4 separate regions of the Sus scrofa genome follow, and all the other regions are linked to region 1. A link is a contact called in public HiChIP or PLAC-seq data. All regions are on one chromosome and are shown on one strand. Each heading gives the region's core, a stretch centred on a gene start, on an enhancer-like site or on the middle of the called end of the contact. The rest is flanking DNA. Distances are from core to core; before and after follow the strand shown. Region 1 has its middle 56 kb from the start of CREB1. Region 2 has its middle 110 kb from the start of CPO. Region 3 overlaps KLF7 (Kruppel like factor 7). Region 4 overlaps KLF7 (Kruppel like factor 7).

What was found. HiChIP or PLAC-seq counts read pairs in DNA pulled down with a chosen protein or histone mark.
Region 2: a contact with region 1 is called in an H3K27ac HiChIP or PLAC-seq map of skeletal muscle, with 13 times the contacts expected there. The contact joins two enhancer-like sites. A contact is called at or near these places in 10 of 47 Hi-C or Micro-C datasets (embryonic fibroblasts, epiblast stem cells, fibroblasts and 5 more) and 1 of 2 datasets of contacts at active chromatin or transcription factors (skeletal muscle).
Region 3: an H3K27ac HiChIP or PLAC-seq map of skeletal muscle shows a contact between it and region 1, with 10 times the contacts expected there. The contact joins two enhancer-like sites. A contact is called at or near these places in 10 of 47 Hi-C or Micro-C datasets (embryonic fibroblasts, epiblast stem cells, heart right ventricle and 5 more) and 1 of 2 datasets of contacts at active chromatin or transcription factors (skeletal muscle).
Region 4: an H3K27ac HiChIP or PLAC-seq map of skeletal muscle shows a contact between it and region 1. The contact joins two enhancer-like sites. A contact is called at or near these places in 1 of 47 Hi-C or Micro-C datasets (embryonic fibroblasts) and 1 of 2 datasets of contacts at active chromatin or transcription factors (skeletal muscle).

Annotation. Positions count from the first base shown.
Region 1 is chr15:110,647,054-110,652,189 of Sscrofa11.1, forward strand. No RefSeq gene overlaps it. Among named protein-coding and RNA genes, the nearest start is that of CREB1, 56 kb to the right of the region's middle. Within about 2 kb of position 2,013, at least 28 of the 83 cell types and tissues checked have an H3K27ac peak or open chromatin away from gene starts, as enhancers often do. A contact at or near this core is called in liver, skeletal muscle and subcutaneous adipose tissue, where this site is marked.
Region 2 is chr15:110,267,982-110,273,117 of Sscrofa11.1, forward strand. No RefSeq gene overlaps it. Among named protein-coding and RNA genes, the nearest start is that of CPO, 110 kb to the left of the region's middle. Within about 2 kb of position 2,585, at least 24 of the 83 cell types and tissues checked have an H3K27ac peak or open chromatin away from gene starts, as enhancers often do. A contact at or near this core is called in liver, skeletal muscle and subcutaneous adipose tissue, where this site is marked.
Region 3 is chr15:110,294,064-110,299,199 of Sscrofa11.1, forward strand. It overlaps KLF7 (Kruppel like factor 7), which reads right to left. Exons shown (of 4, transcript NM_001097487.1): 3 at 1,840-1,963. Among named protein-coding and RNA genes, the nearest start is that of KLF7, 82 kb to the right of the region's middle. Within about 2 kb of position 2,963, at least 2 of the 83 cell types and tissues checked have an H3K27ac peak or open chromatin away from gene starts, as enhancers often do. A contact at or near this core is called in skeletal muscle, where this site is marked.
Region 4 is chr15:110,347,228-110,352,363 of Sscrofa11.1, forward strand. The region is part of intron 1 of KLF7 (Kruppel like factor 7); the gene reads right to left. Among named protein-coding and RNA genes, the nearest start is that of KLF7, 29 kb to the right of the region's middle. Within about 2 kb of position 2,549, at least 38 of the 83 cell types and tissues checked have an H3K27ac peak or open chromatin away from gene starts, as enhancers often do. A contact at or near this core is called in skeletal muscle, where this site is marked.

The sequences.
Region 1 (5,136 bases), core at 763-3,262:
GAGGGCCCCTCATACACACGGTGGCTGGGCTGTCCTTAGGTCTGATTAATTTCTTTGTCACTCATTAATTAGGATGTGGGGATGGGGGGGGGTTGCCACTTAGAGTGAGGCAAACCCTGGACCTCTATCACAAACTCGGAGGGTTTTCAGGGCTTTGTAATTCGTAGGGGAGAGGAAAATAGGAGGAAACTAAGAAGGGGCTGGAGAGGAAGGGATCAGATAAAAACAGGGGCCAGGGGAGTGGTCTGTGACCATCTACTCAGACACAGGAGAGGTGAATCCGTGCTTCCCCCTAACGCTCTCCCCCCTCCTCCTCTGACTATTAACTTAACCTAAAGTCCTAACAAGAATTGATCAGCTAACAAATAGATCCAAAGGGGCTAACGGGGTTGATGTGATGTATCATGGGAAATAATGAGTCATGGAAAATTATGAATGAAAAGCAAGTGTGATCAATATATGACAATAGGTATGAGAGGGAGGTGACGATTCCTAGGCACTGACTCCTTTGTTTCGCATCCTGACTGATGGAGTTTGGGACAGTTTATCGGAAACCCAGCACCTTGGTGTGTTGAGTATTTTAAGCCGATGGAGTTTGGGGAGACAGCAGGTACAGGAAGGGCTCTCTGGCCTCCTTCCCCTACGCTTCCCGCATAAAGCAGGCCAGAGCCTCCTATGAGAAGCGCCACCTTGTACACGGAGGAAAGGAGCATCCTTATCTCTCAAGGGGGAAGGAACAGAGAAGAATCCCAACCAACGGGCCTTCCTAAGTCCCCGGTTACTACATTTAGCTCATACTCCCCATCCTGTCTTACCTTCCACAACTCTCCATGTCATCCACCCTGGCAGAAACTCTCAGTTTTAACTCTTGCAGTTCCTCATTTGCTATGGAGGCTCCTGAGTCACATAAAACTTATATTAAATAAATGCATATGCTTTTCTCCTGTTCATCTGCCTTTGCACTGGCGTAATTTTTGGACCCAGCCGGGGACCCCTCGAGGGTGCATGCAACCTCTTCTCCTCTACGTGGCATCATCAGCAGACCATGTGATCTGGCCTAGGCTGAACCCTGTGACCCACACGGGCAGCCGGCCTGCTTAGTTAGTCTTCCGCCTTCTCTTTTGCCTTCTGGCTAAAACCAAATGCTAGGATTTCATGTGTGTGTCCTGTGTTTCTTCTCTTAGTCATGTGATCCTCTCTTTAAATTTGGGGGGGCGTGGAGAGTGGAGGCTGCCGAAAGATGTTGTGAGCATGAAGAGTGATCACGTGGCCCGTGAACCTCAGAGGGTGTTCACTGAGAAAGGAGAGGCCCAGCTGGTGTGCAGGCCTTCCTGCCTGTGCCCTGCTGAGCTGGTGATATACTCTGTACCCTAGCCCTGCTAATGATCTGCCCAAGATGCTCTGTGTGGATGAGCTCACCTCTATGGCAAACTCTACTAGGTGGAATCCCAAATTCTAACCAGGTCTCTTCATTCATGAAAGGATGGTTTTAGTTAATGATTTACCCTTTCAAACACGGAGTCCCCGTACAGGATAGACTCCATGCTTCTCAAGTGCCTGTTAGCCAGTAACAGAATTCTGTAGAAATAATTTCTTTTTTTAAAAAGTCTGTCATTGGCATTATAATCTAAAACACAGCAATTCAGCCTCTCTGGCCATCTTCACGTGCGTTTTTTGCACACAGAATTAAATTGGAAGGTCAGAGCCATCAGCAGTCTCTCCAAGCATTTTCTTGCTTGGTAGGCAGGCAGGGAAGTGCCTCATTCTGGTGTCTGTCCGTTAGGCCAACATCACATTCCCAAGTTCTCTAGCTGCCACATTACTTGAACCGGGTCAACTCTGGGAGGGTGAGGTTTGCTTTTCCTTCCTGTAACCTCAGGACTGATTTAATTAAGCATCTCCTCCAGCCCCGATTTATAGTCTGAAAAGTGTTCTTGCAGCAGCCCTTCGATGTGCTATGGTTTTCAATGAGCTGAAATGCAATAAGTTAAATGGAAACACCATTCTGAGTGTCTGCTGCCACCCCAAGAGCGGTTCCAACAGGCGCATTGTCACTGAACATTTTAACTGCAAAGAACTGGATAAACAAGGGGTGGTTTCCTTCGGTTACTTGGCAGAGTTCTGGAAGTCAGAGGAGAGGACGGTTAAACTCCCCCATGGCCTGGGGGGCGGGGAGTGGGAAGCTTCCTGCTGTGAGGAAATAACCTTTTAAACCTTATTTCATAAATCACAAATTCTTTTTTTTTTTCAAGGTAAAAACTAAAAATAAGAAAACCCTAACACATAGGGGTAGAGGAAAAATGGAGAAAGGATGTCCCAGCGTCACTGTCCTCGGTCTGTCTCGAGGGATTTTTTGTTCTCCCATCAGGCCCCAGATGTCCTCCCCTGTTTGACAATCCTGACCCCCCACCCCAACCTGCCACCTAGAAATGAATGAAGCCAAATTCCCCATAGGAAATGCCCTTTCCTAGTCTCTCAAAGGCTTCAACCTCAAAATGAAATCTGACAAAAGAAACAAATTAGATTAAACTGCAGCGCTAAGAGCTTGGGATTGCTCAGATAAAAGACGGCAGAGCGGTTAGGGTGACGCGCAATCATCTTCTGCAACCTGGGGGAAAAACACAAAGTTCCCCTTCCTTCGGCTGTTCTTGCTGGCCCTGGTGCAGTTTTCACTGTCATACGAAGATAATGAATAGACAATGGGAGACGGTAGGACACGGGGAGGGACATCGACCCGAATGCCTGCACAAGCCAGGCCAGTCACGTGCGTGAATGAAACCGGAGAAATTTCACGTGGTCTCTCCAGATTTTTAAATGTTAGCAATCCATTCGATTAAAACCCAAAAATTCACTGCGTTTCCTCCAATGTTTATTGAGCGCTTTCTATTTTATACATCCATGCTGTTATTACCTTCTGTTCACAGATGGGGAAAAGCAAGTCTCTAAGTGGCAGAACCAACACCTGCCCACAGCTGCGGCCACATTTTATCTACTAAACTGCCTGGGAGGTTTATAGATAGAGAAAAGGAGGTTTCCTGGGGTTAACTAATGTGACCGGGATCATAAAAGAGTCGGGTGACTTTTTAAAAAATAAAGCATCTAACTACGGAAGCTGAGAATAGAACGTGAAGGAGACAGGCTGGAAAAGAAAAGAGAAAGAAACATCAGAAAAAGGACACAGGCCATGGCTGGGTGATAACAGCCTCATCCTAATGGATGCCTAGACCAAGAGATAAAGCTATTTTATCAAAAAAAAAAAAATGAGAATTTACAAATGTAAATAACATTGCTTCTTTATTAGTCCTTGTGTTTTGAAACCAAATTGAGGACAGAGCAGGCATCATTCTGCTATTTATGTGGGCAATGCTGCCCTCTCCTGGCAACCATCTTAATAACATGATTCTGTGTTTAAATCTGAATAATTTTATGCTCCTATTTTCCCAAAGTACATTGAAGAATTTTGCATCCATCTACCATCACATACATGCATATGATATATTATTTACATGGCACAATACCCTCTCAAATTTGTGTTTCTAACCTGGGATTTATTTGTCTCATTTTTACACATGTTTTATAGGTCAGTAGAGGAATTAAATGGAAAATAAATCATGGTGCTACTTGGCTCCTGAACTTTTGGAATTTAGTTCCTTGGGGAAAAAGTGTTTTTCTTATAACAGAAAACTTAAAAGAGCTTCAGAACAGAAAATGTCTGAGTGTCTCTAACTTGAACATTATTTGACAGAAGTGACCATGCCTTTCCATTCTAAAGAAAGGGGGTTATTATAGCTGAAGGAAAAAAACCAGTTCATAAATGTATTTTTAGGTTTAAAACACTATTCGTGGTTGTGAAAAGAAAATCACCTTCTGGTCTCCTGCAGGGACAGATCGTTTATACTTAGAGAAATCGCGGACCAGGAAGAGAATGTTGGGTAAGAGTTAGGGCACCAAGAGTAGCCACTGCAAGGCCATTTTCCTAGACCTGAGTGATGGCTCTCACAACCACTATCAGAAGCCTGCTGCCTCGCAGTCTGTGCCATGAGCCCCTGTCCTATGAGAGCCACACCTGTATGGAAGTCATGATTCGGATAGCAGGTGGACAGTGACACTAAGGAGAGAAAATGTCTTTCACAGAAACAAGGTCAGGGAGCATTGTGTGAAGAGAAAGGAACAGAGCCACCACCAAGGTCCCTCTTGAAGAGTATCTTCAGGTGAAAGGAAAATTTCCACTTACCAGATCAACCTTTCCACTCCACCTTCTTGGTGGAACTCTAAATTGGAAAATACGTGGAAGCCAAATTTAAAAATGCTAAGAGTAGACTGAGACCTGCAAGGCACACTTTGGTTGCTAACATACCATTATGGCCTATTTATTTGTCTGATCAAAATAGTTAACATAATAACACAAGGCCTTGAAGTTATATACCCCTTTGCTCTAGCTCAGAGAATGGTGATACACAAATTTATTCTTTAGTGACCGTAGTGCTCAGCAAATTTAAACAGCCCTCCAACGTGAGGGAGGGAAAAGCAACATTTACAAGCACTAATTCTGATTTCTCTCTTTTCATTTCGCCTACACTTTTCCTCTGTTGTCTTCCTTCAGGATCACAACTTCCCATAAGGGTTTTAAGCATTATTGGAGTTAAAAGTTATCTCTAGAGCACCTAAAGTTTTGGTAAAGAAAGTTTTAATATAAATCTATATTTAAGATATAAAATCAGACTAATGGAAAGCACATTGAATTAGGAGGCAGAAACCCTGGGATCTTATTTATACCTTTTCCCCTGATAAACTCTGTAGCATTAAGTAATCCACTTAAATCCTCTTTACCTTTTAATACTCCATAAATAAGAGATAATAATACTTGTTCCTTCTACATCACTGGGATTTTGTAACAATAACCATAAATCAGAAGACATCTGAGACTACAGAAGAAAATTCTATAAAGACCAAGATAGCATTACCGCGACATTAGATATAAAGTAAATATTAAAGTGTTATTCAAAGGGGGGAAAAGCTGTTTTGAAAAAAGAAACTGTTGCTATATAATCATATCTTTGGATAATATACATCAAAGTGCTAGTAGTTATATCTAGGTAATGGGATTTGGGATGATTTTTCCCCCCTTTGGCTTAA
Region 2 (5,136 bases), core at 1,335-3,834, 380 kb before region 1:
GTATTCCTATCATATGTTATACCCCAGTCCTTATAATGAATTAATTCCACATTGTGCACAGACCACTTCAAGTTGAATTTCTCTCACCACCAAAAAATAAATAAGCAAGCATAAATATACAGTTCTATCTGATATAAATGGCCTCAGGCATCTTTGAAGCCCTAATGTTGAACACAGTCTCAGCTTATTGTACTCATTAGATAAGTTAGTAAGTTAATTCATCTTTATCCCAATTCTTATGCTGTATGGTTTTCAAATACTGAATAAAAACACCTTAATCTTTGAATTCCCGCTGTGGCTCAGCAATCATGAACCTGACTAGTATGTATGAGGATGCAGGTTCGATCCCTGGCCTTACTCAGTGGAGTAAGGATCCAGTGTTGCTGTGAGCTGTGGTGCAGGTCATAGACGCAGCTCGGATCCTGCGTTGCTATGGCTGTGGTTGTGGCTGGCAGCTGTAGCTCCATTTTGACCCCTAGCCTGAGGTCACTTCCACATGCCGTGAGTGAAGCTCTAAAAAGCAAAAAAAAAAAAAAAAAAAAAAAAAAAGAAAGAAAGAAAGAAAAGAAAAAAAAAAACCCTTGATCTTGTAAATGACCAAATACAACAATGCAATTGTGTGTTTAATCCTTAAACATGGATTAGTTACTTTAATAAAAATATAGTAAATCTCATCTTTTGAACACATTTTGCAGAACTCTGATAGCCCCAATATAAACATAAACAACTATTAAGTGAACTGCATCTTGAGGCACCTCATCTCAGGAGGGTAGAATTTGGGAGAAGGGGAAGGGAATTACTAGAAAAGTGATGTTTTCACCTCAGCATTTTGCTCAGCACTTTTGTGACTTTGAGCCAATCGTACAACCGCTATGGGCATGAGGTTCCTCATTCAAAAGGCAAAGAGGAAGGAGGGAGTTGGGCTTAGATAAGATCTATCCTCCTGACCTCACTTGTTTACTATGAATATTAAATGAGATAACATATTAAAGCTATTGACAAGCTATTAAAACTAATCAAAGAGGGTATAACCTTCTCCATTACTCTATTATTTCACTAGTGAACACTAGAATAGTTTCTCTTTATTTTGTATCTATGGAGAGCTGTTATTAAAAATCACTCATTATTAGAAAAATGCAAATGAAAACTACAATGAGGTATCACCTCACTCTGGTCAGAATGACCATCATTAAAAAGCCTACAAATAATAAATCCTGGAGAGAAGGGAACCCTCCTACACTGTCGGTGGGAATGTAAATTAGTGCAGCCACCATGGGGAACAGCATGAAAGTTCCTTTAAAAACTAAAAATAGAGCTATCATGCCATCCTGCAATCCTACTCCTGGGCACGTATCCAGAGAAAATCATAATTGGAAAAGATACATGCACCCCAATGTCCATAGCAGCACTATTTATAGGAGCCAAGACATGGAAGCAACCTAAGTATCCACTGACAGATGAATGGGTAAAGAAGATATAGCATATGTATACAATGGAATTTTACTCAGCGGCACAAAGGAACGAAATAATGCTATTTGCAACAACGTGGATGGACCTAGAGATTATCATACTAAGTGAAGTAAGCCAAAGAAAGAAAAATATCATATGATATCACTTACATGTGGAATCTAAAAAAATTATACACATGACTGTATACAAAACATAAATAACAAGAACCTATTGTATAGCACAGAGATATCTATTCAATATTCTATAATAACGTATAGGGGAAAAGAATCTGAGAAAAAATGGATATATATACACATGTGATTCACTGTGCTGTACACCTGAAACTAACGCATCGCTGTAAATTAACTTCACTCTAATAAGTTTTTTTAAAAGATACAAATGACTTATTTACGAAACAGAAATAGACGCACAGACATAGAAAACACACTTAGGTTGCCAAAGGGGAAAAGGTGGTGAGGTGGGTAAACTAGAGTTTGGGATCGCCATGTACAAACTATGATGCATAAAACAGGTAACCAACAAGGACCTACTGTGTAGCACAGGGACCTATACTCCATATATTGTCATAACCTCTAAGGGAAAAGAATCTGAAAAATATATATACGTATATATATCACGCTGAATCACTGTGCTGTACACCTGAAGCTAACACATGGCAAATCAAGCATACCTCAATAAAAAAATTAAATCAAAAATCTAAACGAATCAGGACAAATCCATCAGGTCCATTGCCCTGGAACAGCTTTACTATTGTAAGTACTGCAGCCTGTGATTGGGGGATGAAAACGACGATCAAGTTCCTCCTAAAGAGAGGGGAGGGGAGGGGAGGGAGGGGAGGAAGGGGAGGGAGGGGAGGGGAGGGGTAGTGGGGGAGGAGAACAGCTCAGAATATTCTTCCGTGAGGCTGTCTGGTGTCTTTCCCTTCTCAGGATTGCCCTTTCTTTTCTTCACCTCTCGCGGAGTGCTACTTCCCAAGAGAGAAGCCTTTTGCAATAATAATAGTACGTTAGATTTGCCTGACATTTTATTTGGAAGGAAATCCAAGTTATTTAACAAGCGAGTATTGTCTCCTTTGACCGGCCGAGGAAGCTGGCCCGAGAGCCGGTGCTCCGGAAAGCCACCCTGCCGGCGAGTGACAGAACCGAAGGGAAATCGCTGCATCTTCCGTGCATATCATCTGGGATCCCTTAACAAAGCCACTGTTCTTTCTGTACAAAAATAACCGATGCAGAAGAAACACCTCAAAACCCTTTCCCGCAGTTGCGAAGGAAAAGGACGGAAATGAGTGGGCGCTTAATCACTGCTCCCCTCTGGGCCGAGCTTCCGGACCCTTCTTCCTCCCGGTACTCTCCAAGAATGGCAGGAAATCAGACCTCTAATATGGAAAGCATAACACTTAGCAAAGAAAAAGGCAAACATTTCCACGGGGGGGTTGTGTTTTTGGAGAACACACTGGTTCGCTTTGGGGGCATGATGTCTCCGGAGAAAGAGCAGGACTGAACCTAGGAAACACTGGCCCCCCAGCCTGCCTAGCAAGTCCCTGGCGGAGGACTGGGGGGCACGGCCTTGAGGCGGCTGCAGGGAAAAGGAGAGAGGCCATAGCCCCTCTGCTGTCGCTTCTCCCCTGGTGTGAGAGCAGAGGCCCCCCAAGTCCAAGACCTGGGGTGAGGTTGAGCAGTAGGTCTATTTTCTCAAGGACTAAGATTAGACTCAGATCTAAGAAGCTGCCCCCGAAACGTGCCAGCTTTCTATTAGTACTGGTAATGACAGCAGCATCTAGGGAGCAGGTAACATATGCCAGACCCAAGTCGCATCAATGCCATGGATTCATTCCTTCCATTCCTCTTTTTCTCCATTTTTATTTTTATTTTTTATTTATTTATTTTTGTCTTTTTGCTATTTCTTTGGGCCGCTCCCACGGCATATGGAGGTTCCCAGGCTAGGGGTCAAATCAGAGCTGTAGCCACCGGCCTACGCCAGAGCCACAGCAACGCGGGATCCAAGCCATGTCTGCAACCTACACCACAGCTCACGGCAACGCCGGATCGTTAACCCACTGAGCAAGGGCAGGGACCGAACCCGCAACCTTATGGTTCCTAGTCGGATTCATTAATCACTGCGCCACGACGGGAACTGCTCTCCATTTTTAAAAATTGCATTGAAGTGTAGTTGATTTACAGTGTTGTGTTAATTTCTGCTGTGCAACAAAGTGATATTGTTATAAACACATTCACTGTTTTTCAGATTCTTTCCCCACATCACAGAGTATTGAGTAGAGTTCCCTGTGCTACACAGCAGGTCCCCGTTGACTTCTGTCATTCTTGAAATGATCTTCAAGTGACTAAGAGAGACCAGGATGGTCACCCTCAAGGAAAATTCATAATTAGTGTCTGCTTGTATTCCACAATGCTTTTACATTTATTTTCGAATATAAAGTCTTCCAATGCTTTTGGAACTTATCTTGAACCTAGAGAGAAACTCCTGTTAGAAAAGACATGACAGGAAGTTCCCGTCATGGCTCAGTGGTTAACAAATCCGACTAGGAACCATGAGGTTGCAGGTTCGATCCCTGGCCTTGCTCAGCGGGTTAAGGATCCGGCGTTGCCGTGAGCTGTGGTGTAGGTTGCAGACTCGGCTTGGATCCTGCATTGCTGTGGCCCTGGTGTAGGCCGCCAGCTGCAGGTCCAATTAGACTCCTAGCCTGGGAACCTCCATATGCCACAGGTGCAGCCCTAAAAAGACAAAAAGAAAAAAAAAAAGAAAAAAAAAAAAAAAAAAGACCTGACAAAGAAGGAAATGGACAAGGTGGACCATTTTTCTCTACCTTGTCATGTCATGTTTTTCTCTAGCAGCTGAAGGTAAGAGTTTCATATTGTCTCACTGAGAGAAGGCTTTCATCCCTTTTCTCTTTTGTCTAACAAAGAGAAAGAAACTATAGATCGTTAGTGTATGAAGAGTTCGAAAGAAGAAAACAGCATTAAACCTAAAAAGAAGGTTTATCTCAGAAATACTGCCAAGTAGATGAGAAGATTTTCCTTAATGGGCTGAATAGTGCATTTTGTGAATGCAGGGATCATATCTGCTTGGTGCCATTTGCATATCCAGAGCCTAGCCCCAGAGATTAGCTAGCATTCAAATGTTCGTTAATTAACTAAAACATTAAAATTATTAATTTTTGTTTAATGAACTACAAGAATGAATGGAAACATGAATACTTCTTTGAACCATTCAAATTCTTTTGCTGGTCTATGATTTCTATATCAAATATTCCTCAAAATTATATGATCACAGAATTTAAGGAGAGGAAGGCATTTAGGAATCAGCTAATCTATTCTTTTTATTTTTTAAGAAAGGCAAAGCGAGGCCTGGAAATGTTAAATGATTTGCCTCAGGTCACGCGGCTCACAGAGGCATAGTCAGAGCGAGCGGGGAAAATGTCTCCTGACTCCTCATCCACCGTCCTTTCTTCCTGGACCCTTTTCGTGATCCTTCAGACATAAATTGATAAGGAAATTCATCTTTGTCCTTACTGTAATGGAATTATGTTTTTTTTCCTCCCATTGCTGCAGCTTTTCTCTTGATGCTCATAGATCAGTCCTGAAAAGTTTTCTGACTCCCCACCCCCAAATCTTTTTTTTTTTTTCTTTCCTTTTAGAGACACTCCCA
Region 3 (5,136 bases), core at 1,713-4,212, 350 kb before region 1:
CACCAATGGTCAGACTGAATCCTCATATGTCAAGTGCTAGACAGCTGCATATGGCTTAATAACTCAGGAGACAAGAAGAGAAGAATACTAACTGGTAATTTCCCCCTAAGAATTCTCTGTCTGTTTCCAAGGATAATGGCTGTCCATAATGCTCCATCTCCAGGGAAGAACCTCACCACCCTTCAGGACAGGGTGCCTCATCTGTACCTACTACCACCATTATTTGGGTAACTGATAAAGGATTCCTCTGCATCCCCCTTAATATAATAATGTTCTTTCTCCAAGCTGTGGACCAAGAGTGACCATCTATGTCCCTTCTCTATTAGTAGCCAGGGTCAGAGAGGAATGCCCTTGAGATGGGAGTTGAGAGAAGATCATCACTGAAATATAATCTATAAAAGAACAACTGCGGATTCACATAAATTCAGGGAGCCCTCAAGGTAATGGGAGAGACATTAAAAAACAGGTTGTTGGGGGGGGCAGGAAGGTTAGCAGAAGGGAGCTCCAAGGGGATGAGAGACAATAGCTTCATGGAGTGTACTTCCTTAGCCCTGGGGTGGGAGGTTATCTTCAGGCTCCAGGAGGCCTGGGGGCTTTATTTAGTTCTTAAAGAATGAAGATAAGAGGAAAATAGCCTCTTCAGGAAGAAGGAAAAAAAAAAAAAAGGAGGAAAAACATGATCGCTCCTTTATAAGCATCTTAAAGGAGCACCAAGCCAACTGGCCACCCATGAGATCTGGCCACTCCTGCCCGACTCTCCAAACAAACAGGCACTACTCCAGAGGAAGGTCTGGCAAGGGAGGTGCCGGCACAAGGATGGGGGAGGCAGGATGCGAAAGCGATCGCATTTCCTCCGACGCAGAGCCAGGCCTCTGCGGACATCCTGCACAGCCCTCCTGCCATCCTGCGAGCGGCTGGCCGAGCCGGGGAACCCTGAGGCTTTCAGGGCTTTTATCGTATTAGAAGCATTTCTCTCATCATAACCGAGACCTTTAGTATTGCATTAAAAAGATGGTTAATTTTCTTAAGCTTCCTTTTAAACACAGAAATAGGATTAGAAGGATAACACGCTCAGATGCAAGCCCATTATTTGATTATGACTAAACCTAATCCTGCCTTCACCTTGGCCTGCAGAGTCTCCATTTTGGGGTTTATTGGTTGATAATGCCAGGGCTGTCAGATACTATTACTTGTGTAGTATCTGTTGCTACGTGCTCTTTCTTCCACTATCAAATGCTGAAGGTTTGAAATTGAATTATAGGATCAGTTCTCAAAGCCTGGCCATCTTTTAGACCTGTGCACCTATTCTCAAAGAAAGGATGGTTCAGGCCCCCAAAGAATGAGAACTCTCTTCAGTAACTGCATTCCTAGCAGCGCTCAAAGGAAAGCCTTGTAACTAACCTTCCCTCTGTTAAGCAGGCTTTCTATGCTCTCATGTTGTTAAGGATGAGAGGAAAAATGGTATTGATGTTAATAAAAAGATCAGAAGCAACAGGTGACCATTCTCTATCCTGCTACTTTTCCTATTATACTAGAATCATGTGTCAGTCATCTCCTTGGAGGTAGGAGCTCTGTCTTACTGATACCCAGTGACTAACATGGTTCTGGTGTTCATGAAATACTTGCGTAACTGAACCAAGCATTCATACCATCTCTGGATTACATGCAAGAAGGCACCCTTATCTCATAGGTGTTTTCAGTGGAGAAGTAAAAGGCATGCCCACACCTGAGTCTCTGGGAGACACACTTGAGATAAACCCAAGAGCACACGACCCGCCCACCCTCCCGCCCACTCTACCATCTCCCTTCCCCATCCCAGGAGCTTCTTAGTTTCTTTACCTGTCGCAGTGGTTGCATTTAAAGGGCTTTGCACCTGTGTGTTTCCTGTAGTGCCTTGTGAGCTCATCGCTTCGTGCAAAACGCCACTCACACCCTTCCCATGAGCACTTATAAGGCTTCTCACCTGCAAGAAGAGATGGAATGACCATGGTCAGCAACAGGAACAAAAGGGCGATACACCTGATCAGGGTCTGCTGCCTATTCTTCAGACTTGGAAAGAACTACATTTCCCAACAGAGCATATCATAGTTTTCTTTTAGTCTCTGGATGTTTTTATTGTTATTATTGCTATTATTATTAACCTTCAAAAGTGGTTTCACAAGATCTTCAAATCTAGAGCCATCATTTCAGTTCCCAGAGCCAGAGCATCTCCTCGGATGGGTGAGGGATCAATTTTTATTTATTTTCTATTCCTTGGAGCACTCTGACCCCCCACACTCCAAGCAGAAAGGAAATGTGCTATTTTCATCTGAACCACAAATGCTTCTAATGCTATTTTTCTCCAGAACCTACAGTAATTTACCATTTTAGCCTTTTTGGTCTTCTCCCTCCTCCTCTTCCCTCCTACCACAAACTGTAGCCAGGCAGCTGCCTGACAAGGCAAGGAGCTCGGGTCTCCCAGAACCCCTGTTCCTTCCAGTAAATGTGAGTGGCTGGACAGTCACAAGAAAAGGCTATGATTCGAGAGTTAAGACAAAAATCACTTAACGATTCCTGGCATTTATGTGAAGTACAGTTGCAAAAGACCTACTTAGGAAGTGGGATGGATTGGGAATTTGGGGTTAATAGATGCAAACTATTGCCTTTGGAATGCATAAGCAATGAGATCCTGCTGTATAGCACTGGGAACTATATCTAGTCCTTTATGATGGAGCATGATAATGTAGAAAAAATAATGTATACATGTAAGTGTAACTGGGTCACCTTGCTGTACAGTAGAAAATTGACAGAACACGGTAAACCAGCTATAATAGAAAAAGTAAAAATGATTATTAAAAAAAAGAAGCTCGTCACTTAATGACTCGAGTGTTCATATTCGAGAGTGATACACATTATTACAAAATATTTTTAAAGTCAATTTGTAGAGCAAGGTTTCAGCCACCATGAAGTTGCTTAGGAGCACGAAATTCGAGCTCTGTGCTCAAGTGACCTTTTCGCACAGTAAATACAGATGGAGAAATATGGAAGAGAAAGTACATGACTTTTCTTAAGACCTTTTTTTTTAAACTCATCAACGTCTGTCACCCAACATGACAAATATTTACCCTTCCAACTGTATGGAGGACTGGTTCTAATAAGAAGAAAAATAATCTTTGAAATCATGAAAGTTCCTGAGCCCTGTAACTGAGAAGCTGGTTAGCAGTGCAGTCAACAGCTCTGAAGCCAACCTTCCTGGGCTCAGCTTTCACGTCTGCCCCTAACTGTCTAGGCTGGGGCAAGTTAATCACCCTCTCTGAGTGCCCTCTGTTTTCTTAGAGATAATAGTAGTATGGACCTTAAAGGGTTTGGGGAAGATAAACTAATTTACATATGCACTATATATTAATTAGAACAGTGCTGGGCACATATAAGATTCACATAACTGGTAAATATTATAAACTGCCAAACCTGAAATTTCGGGATACACCAGTGCCAAGGTAGTATGGGGGTCCCATTACGTCTCCATTTTTTAATAGATCGCCCTTCACTAGGCAGCACTGAAGGAGACATTGCCCAGATACTGTACTTGACCCATTTTCTTCTTTCCGCCTTTTCCCTTCTCTTTAAAGCTAACTACAAAGTGTTCACAATTCTGTATTTGTATCACCTAGAATTGGACCAAACATGATTGAAATTTTTATTTCATTAAATTGGTGCCCTAGTGAGCCACCGCTCTGTAAGACCCATGGAGAAGAGGAATGAGAAACGCGGGCATTTCTTTTCAATCGAACCAAGAGGACATGAAGGAAGGCCAGCGGCGCAGGAGGAAACCCATTCAGTTTTGGAAACCAGAAAAAATAAAAAAGCAGCAGCAGCACAGAGCGGTGTTAAAAGTTCACCTTCTGGATCCTTAAAGCCACGATTTTAGAAAAGTGTGCCTGCTGCCAAGAAGGCGAAGAGTGGAGGAGTCAAGTCAACTTTGGAGTTGGCACACCTGGGATCTTGCTTTGTTCATGACAGACACCAAGCCTCAGTGTCCTTCTCTGTCAAATGGGGGTGAGATCCCCATGTTTATTGTGAGGTTTAAACAAGCTGTGGTGTACCAGGTGTTTCTGGAGCCTGGCATGAGGTAAATGTTCAGTTAATCTGAGCTCCCTCCCTGCCCCCATTTGCCTATATTCTCAGAGGCTGCTGAGAAGACAGGTCTAACTGGCTGTCGATGCAAAGTCCCAGGGCTCAGGGTCCAGACAGCTGTGCCTGGAGTCACGGGGGGCAACCTAAACATTGGAAAACAGAGTCTTTTGCATTTGAAATATTTTTTCAATATATTGTTGGAGAATGGACCTGAAAAAGAGTGTTCTTCAGATGTGCTCCAGAGGAGTGGGATGCTGAAGGGGAAATAAGAGACCCAAGCTGGAGAGAGAGGTGTGCTCTCAGAGAGGCCTGTTGGCATCATTTTACTGAATGCTATTGATCACCCACGAGGCTCTGTGACTTCAAGGAAATCTGGCACAAACAATGACAGCAAACGCAGAACGAGGCACCTGAGACTTCGCATTCAAAACGCCCTCTACCCCCAGAGACCTTCAAATGCAAGTAAAACTGGAGGGTCTTGGAACTTTGGGCACCAAGCATGGGTCAAATGTAGCAAGGCCTCTGGAAATTCCATGACATTCTACAGCAGCAAGCAGAGATCCAGTCCTCAAAATCAATCCCACAATTGAATGGACTCATCTATCAAAGGCAACCACATTCTGAAGGACACAGGAAGGACAGAGAGAAAATGAAGGCGATTAAAGTGGATGTCTTTGGGTAATTTTTTTTTTTTTTAATTTCAAAGTGTTTGCTTTTCCCCTTGCTGAATTTTTTACTTTTGTTCTGTTTTATTCTGACAAATAATGTAAAGGATTTAGTTATTTCCCAGAAAATAATGCAGATACTCTGTTAATTCCTGGCACAAACCAACCATCCTCTCCCCAGGGGCTACTTCCGTGTCCTTCCAGGGGCTAAGTCCCTTTTGCCACTGCACAGACAGAAACTACCAGCAGCTTGACTTGGCTCTCAATCATGTCAGCTAACACTGTTTCCTGCTTACAGCAGGTGCCATATAGAAATAACACTGGGGACAAGCCCTTTTATGTCCTGCTAGTTTAGCCA
Region 4 (5,136 bases), core at 1,299-3,798, 300 kb before region 1:
AGCAGGTTTGAGGAGAATAAAACACTGAACCTAACTCATGACAGAGAGGATGTATCAACTGGTGACAAGAATCACACTTTTAAGACCTGGAAAGTGATTTCTATGAAGATTTTAAACAAATATTCACTTTTGCTTGACTTTTACTGCCAGAAAATATTAGGGTGGAAGGTTATTTAAGAGAGAATAAATTTTGTCTAAAAATAGGAGGTAAGCAAGTATATGCTATGAGCAAAAATCTCTTATTGCATTTTTTAGCTATTAGGTTAAAAGAAAAAAAAAAAAAAACCCACATCAATAGCACACCCCAGAGGTACAACAACATTACACATCGCTGTCAGAACTGCTGAACACCACGAAATGACCACAGCACTGTAGCCAGCGTAAGAGCACATTCCTTCCCACTGTTCCTCACATCAGCTGGCTGCTGGAGCTGAAACCAAATTAAATTTTTCCCTCCAGTAATGTGTATATTCTGAGAGACAATGCTGTGAAAATTAACTGAATTCTACACAAATATGAAAGTTGGGAAATTTCTACCCAAATCTCTTCAGCGTTTCTCCACCCCAAAACTATTTTCAACATGCAAAGAAAATATTTGTTGTATATTTTTCCTGGGGGAGGCTGAGGAGGAAGGAGACAAGATTAAAGGCCTAGGGAGAGGATGATGTCTTTGAAATAAGTAGCCTCAAATACCCCTTTCATCTCCCATGGATTCCTTCATTGCAGCGCATTTAAAAAAAAAAACAAAACAAAAAAAACCCTCCCCCTTAAACAACTCAAATCCAAATTAAGCGTTGAGTTTTAAAGTCATGTAACTTGGCAGAGTTGGAGCCCAGGTCTTCTGCTGTTTGTGGTTTTTTTTTTTTTTTTGGTTTTGGGGGGTTTTTGTGTGTGTGTGTGTGTGTTTTGTTTTGTTTTGTTTTTTGCTTTTTAGGGCCGCACCCATTGCATATGGAGGTTCTCAGGCTACAGGTCTTATAAGAGCTATAGCTGCCATCTTACGCCACAGCCACAGTCACAGCCACGCCAGATCTGAGCCGAGTCTTCGACCTGCACCACAGCTCATGGCAACATCGGATCCTTAACCCACTAAGCGAGGCCAGGGATCGAACCCACAACCTCATGATTCCTAGTCAGATTTGTTTACACTGAGCCCTGACAGGAACTCCTCTTCTGCTCTTTGAAGGAAGGCATGGGGTCCCCCATACTTCCAACAACTTGGAAAAGCATTTTCCTCCTTCACAGTGTCTATGATCCTTAATTAAGTGTCCACTAGGGATAAGGTGGACGAAAGACCCTTCTACCTCAGCTCAGGGTTATTTTTCCATATGTTACTTCTCAGAATATATTAAGTCTACTGCTCTGGCCTCTACCCACAATGACTGCACCTAATCCCCATCAGCCCTTAAGGAGAGTCACTCGCTATAACTTGGCCACTGGACTGTAGCTATATTCAACTTCTGAGAGGTGGCGAGATACCACTGCTTACTACAGTTGCGTTGCATAAGATGCCTGGGTCCACTATCACCTTATCTCCCAAAGAAGCCTCAGTTTAGCCTGACACACACTGGAGGAAATCCCAGTTGTTACCTTATAGAATGAAAACAAGTTTCATTAGTGTCTCTGATTTGGTCATTCCACTTTCACAGACAAAATAAAATCTATGTCCTAGTAGTCAATGAAAAAATCATCCTACACTAGAGCGAAGACCTACATCTGGGCTGAAAGTGTGGTTTAAGAAAGAGAAAAAAAATGCAGAAGAGACATCCCTAGAGGAAAAACCCATTTCCTCTAGGGATGGAGAGCACCAACTAGATCTTGCTTGGGAAAGAGGGCACCCCATCCCAGTGGCTCACGAGAACCCAAGGACTTGGGAGAGAAGCGATGCTGCCCAAGAACAATGATCCTGACAGTTGTTCAGCTTCACCATTAATTTTCCATAAAGAGCAGTTTTTGAGACGAGGGCTTGTGTCAGAAGGGGCCTGATGCTTCGGAAACCTGTAATTATTCCTGGCTCCCCACCCCCCACAGCCTCTGCACCTGTGTCAGTTCAAGGCACCAGCTGGCCATGTCTTGCCTCCTGCCTCTTAAAGGGGTGGGCTGGGATGGGGGGGGCAGGGGCAGGGGGGCTGGGGGAGGGGTTTTGAGGGTGGGGGCTGGGCAGGGGAGCCTTCATGGAAAACCCAGACTCACATGACTTGCCTCTTCTTCCAAAATATAAAAACAAAACAAAAATTTTAAACTCACCCATCTCATCCCTTCCCCCAATGGGTCTTGCCAAAGGAAACAAATAAACATTAATTGGCTAGAGAGCCTTCATTCAAACCAAAATTACTGAAAAACACAGTAACAGGGAAAGGTCTGACAAGGGGTTATTAATCCTGTTTTACAACCTGCTCTTGTTCCACCCCCACCCGCTCCCGTTAACTCTGCGCACGCGCGCGCACACACACGCACGCACACACACACACACACACACACACACACACACCCGCCCCAAACTCCCTGGGCCCCTCTGCACTGAGTGGCCAAGACGGGAACATGCCGAACCCATGACATCATCTCCCCTTCCTCTCCCAAATCACTTGCACAGGCTGACTCAGGCTACTGGTTTTTTTGTTTTTGTTTTTGTTTTTTAAAGCAAGCTCATTTCACTGACTTCCTTCTGGCACGTTGTTATATCCTTCTCAGTTGGGTTAAACATACCCTTCCTCTGCTGCCCATAAAAAAATACATATACATGTATGGTTGCTTTTTTACCCCAAAGCAAGTTTCTCACATGTACAATGTACACTACACACACACACACACACACACACACACACACACACAACTTCTCTCTCTCTCTCTCACACACAAACCCAGTCGAAGCTTGAATTTCCCCAGAACAACAGGTTCATATCCCATTGGGGCCCTCAGTGGCAGATGCAATTTAGTGGCTGGTGATCACAGAGAATATTTTCAAAACCAAGAGAGTTTTCAAGGACTTCCACTGTGGAATGTTAAAGACAATGTGGGGGCCCTAAGAGGAATGTTTGTTCTACTCCTCAGGCTGCAAAAAATGACAGCCAAAAACATAATGAGACCAAGCCCTAAGCCGCTTTTCCTGACATAGATGGTTGCACATTTACTTAATTAATTTCAGGTACTTGGAATCAACTTCCCAAAATATTTAAGGGGGCTGCATGGATGTGCCACTGTGCTGCTCACCACAGTTGAGGAAACTGGCCCTGTGTGTACACTGAGAGGCAGAAGAGAGGGACTTATGGGACAGACTGCTTGCTGGAAGGTGGTCCTTGGTCACTCTTCACAGGGACCTCAGGGCCTCGCTCATGAAGCCCCACACACTCACTAATCCAAATTTATAGGACACTATGAAACTAATTCTCTGGTTCCCCACAGACATCAGCCTCACCAGCATTTAAATGTAATCTTCACTAGAACGTGGGTTCCTCAAAACACCTGGTCCTGTTTTTGACCCATGGCCTGACTCAAGAATTTGTCTTATTGAATGAATGAATGAATGAATGAAGCAACTCAAAACACTTCGGTCCAAACGACAACACATTTGATCACAATTTTGGTCAGAATGGGTCCCAGAAAATGATGACAGCCAAAAATGCTTCCTTCTTTACCAAAAGAATATCAGAAACAGGAGTTCCCGTCGTGGCTCAGTGGTTAACGAATCCGACTGGGAACCATGAGGTTGCGGGTTTGATCCCTGGCCTTACTCAGTGGGTTAAGGATCCGGCGTTGCCGTGGGCTGTGGTGTAGGTTGCAGACTCGGCTCGGATTCCGTGTTGCTGTGGCTCTGGAGTAGGCCGGCGGCTACAGCTCCGATTGGACCCCTAGCCTGGGAACCTCCATATGCCACGGGAGCGGCCCAAGAAATGGCAAAAAGACAAAAAAAAAAAGGATATCAGAAACAATGCGTATGCATGCATTACCAACAACTGTCCTTGGACGATTCAGCGGTATTTAATATTTAATTACAGGTGATTTTACTTGTCTCTTCAATGCTTTCCATTAAAACAAAACAAAACAAAACAAAAAACTTTAACTGCTTACTGTCTGACACACCCAGCATTCCCAAATAAGAGGCACATTTAGACTCCTAAAAGGCCACAGGGCAGCCCTTTGTGGGAAGTAAAACCATCTTCTCATCCCAGAGAGCATCCCTCTCCCTTCTGCCACTTCATCTTTTCTCCTGTGGCCTCCAGAAACCACCAGAAGAGAAGCAATACACACAAGCAATCAAATTGCTATTTTCAATGCTCACTTATTATTGGTAGAAAGAACATGGTCTGGGGAATCAAGTTCAATACCTCCCTTTCCAACACCGCCTCTCCCCCTTCCCCCTAACTCCTCAACCTGAGCAGGGAGTTCATTTCCTTCGCTGCAAAATGGGTGGGCTGTACTCTCAAAGATGCCTTCCAGCTCAAAGTTCTTGCTGACAACCCTTCAATGGCCTGCCATCACGCTTGTTTCCTGGCCATGGCAAATCAGACCCTACATGAACGGGTCTTGCTTTCCTCAGTTCTTACCCCTCCCCTATTCACACACACAGTGCCTGCCATTCCTGCACCCCAGAATTCAGAGCCCCCAGGTCACAGCACACCTAATTTCTTTTCTTATATTATGTTTTGGTTTAACTGCCACCTATTCAGAGATTCCTTTGATCTGCCTAGATAAAACTCACCCAAACAACCTCTTCATTCTCCATCAGACCACCTCCTTTTATTTGCCCTGTAGTTACTTACCAAGCCCTAAAAAGACCTAAATTATCTGTGTGCATGTCTACCGTCTATCTTTCCCTACTATTGGGGAAGTTCCAGAAGAGTAGGGACCTAGTCTTATGCGCCAAGGAATCTCTAGCACCCAGCACAGGGCCTGGAAAAGGCATCCAAACATACTCATTTAATGGGTAAATCAATCAATGAAGCCATTAGTCAATCCCAAATTCCAGAGAGGATGTTAGCTGGTCTCTCCCATCAGGAAATGGATTCTAAAATGTCTACCTTATTAGGTCGAAGGGCTGCATCAACGTTTCTCCTCTGTTCATGGTTTAGCATGGAGAAGGCCCTCATGATTCATCCTCATCAGACTGAGGAAAATGGAGCCTCTTCTCAGGACACA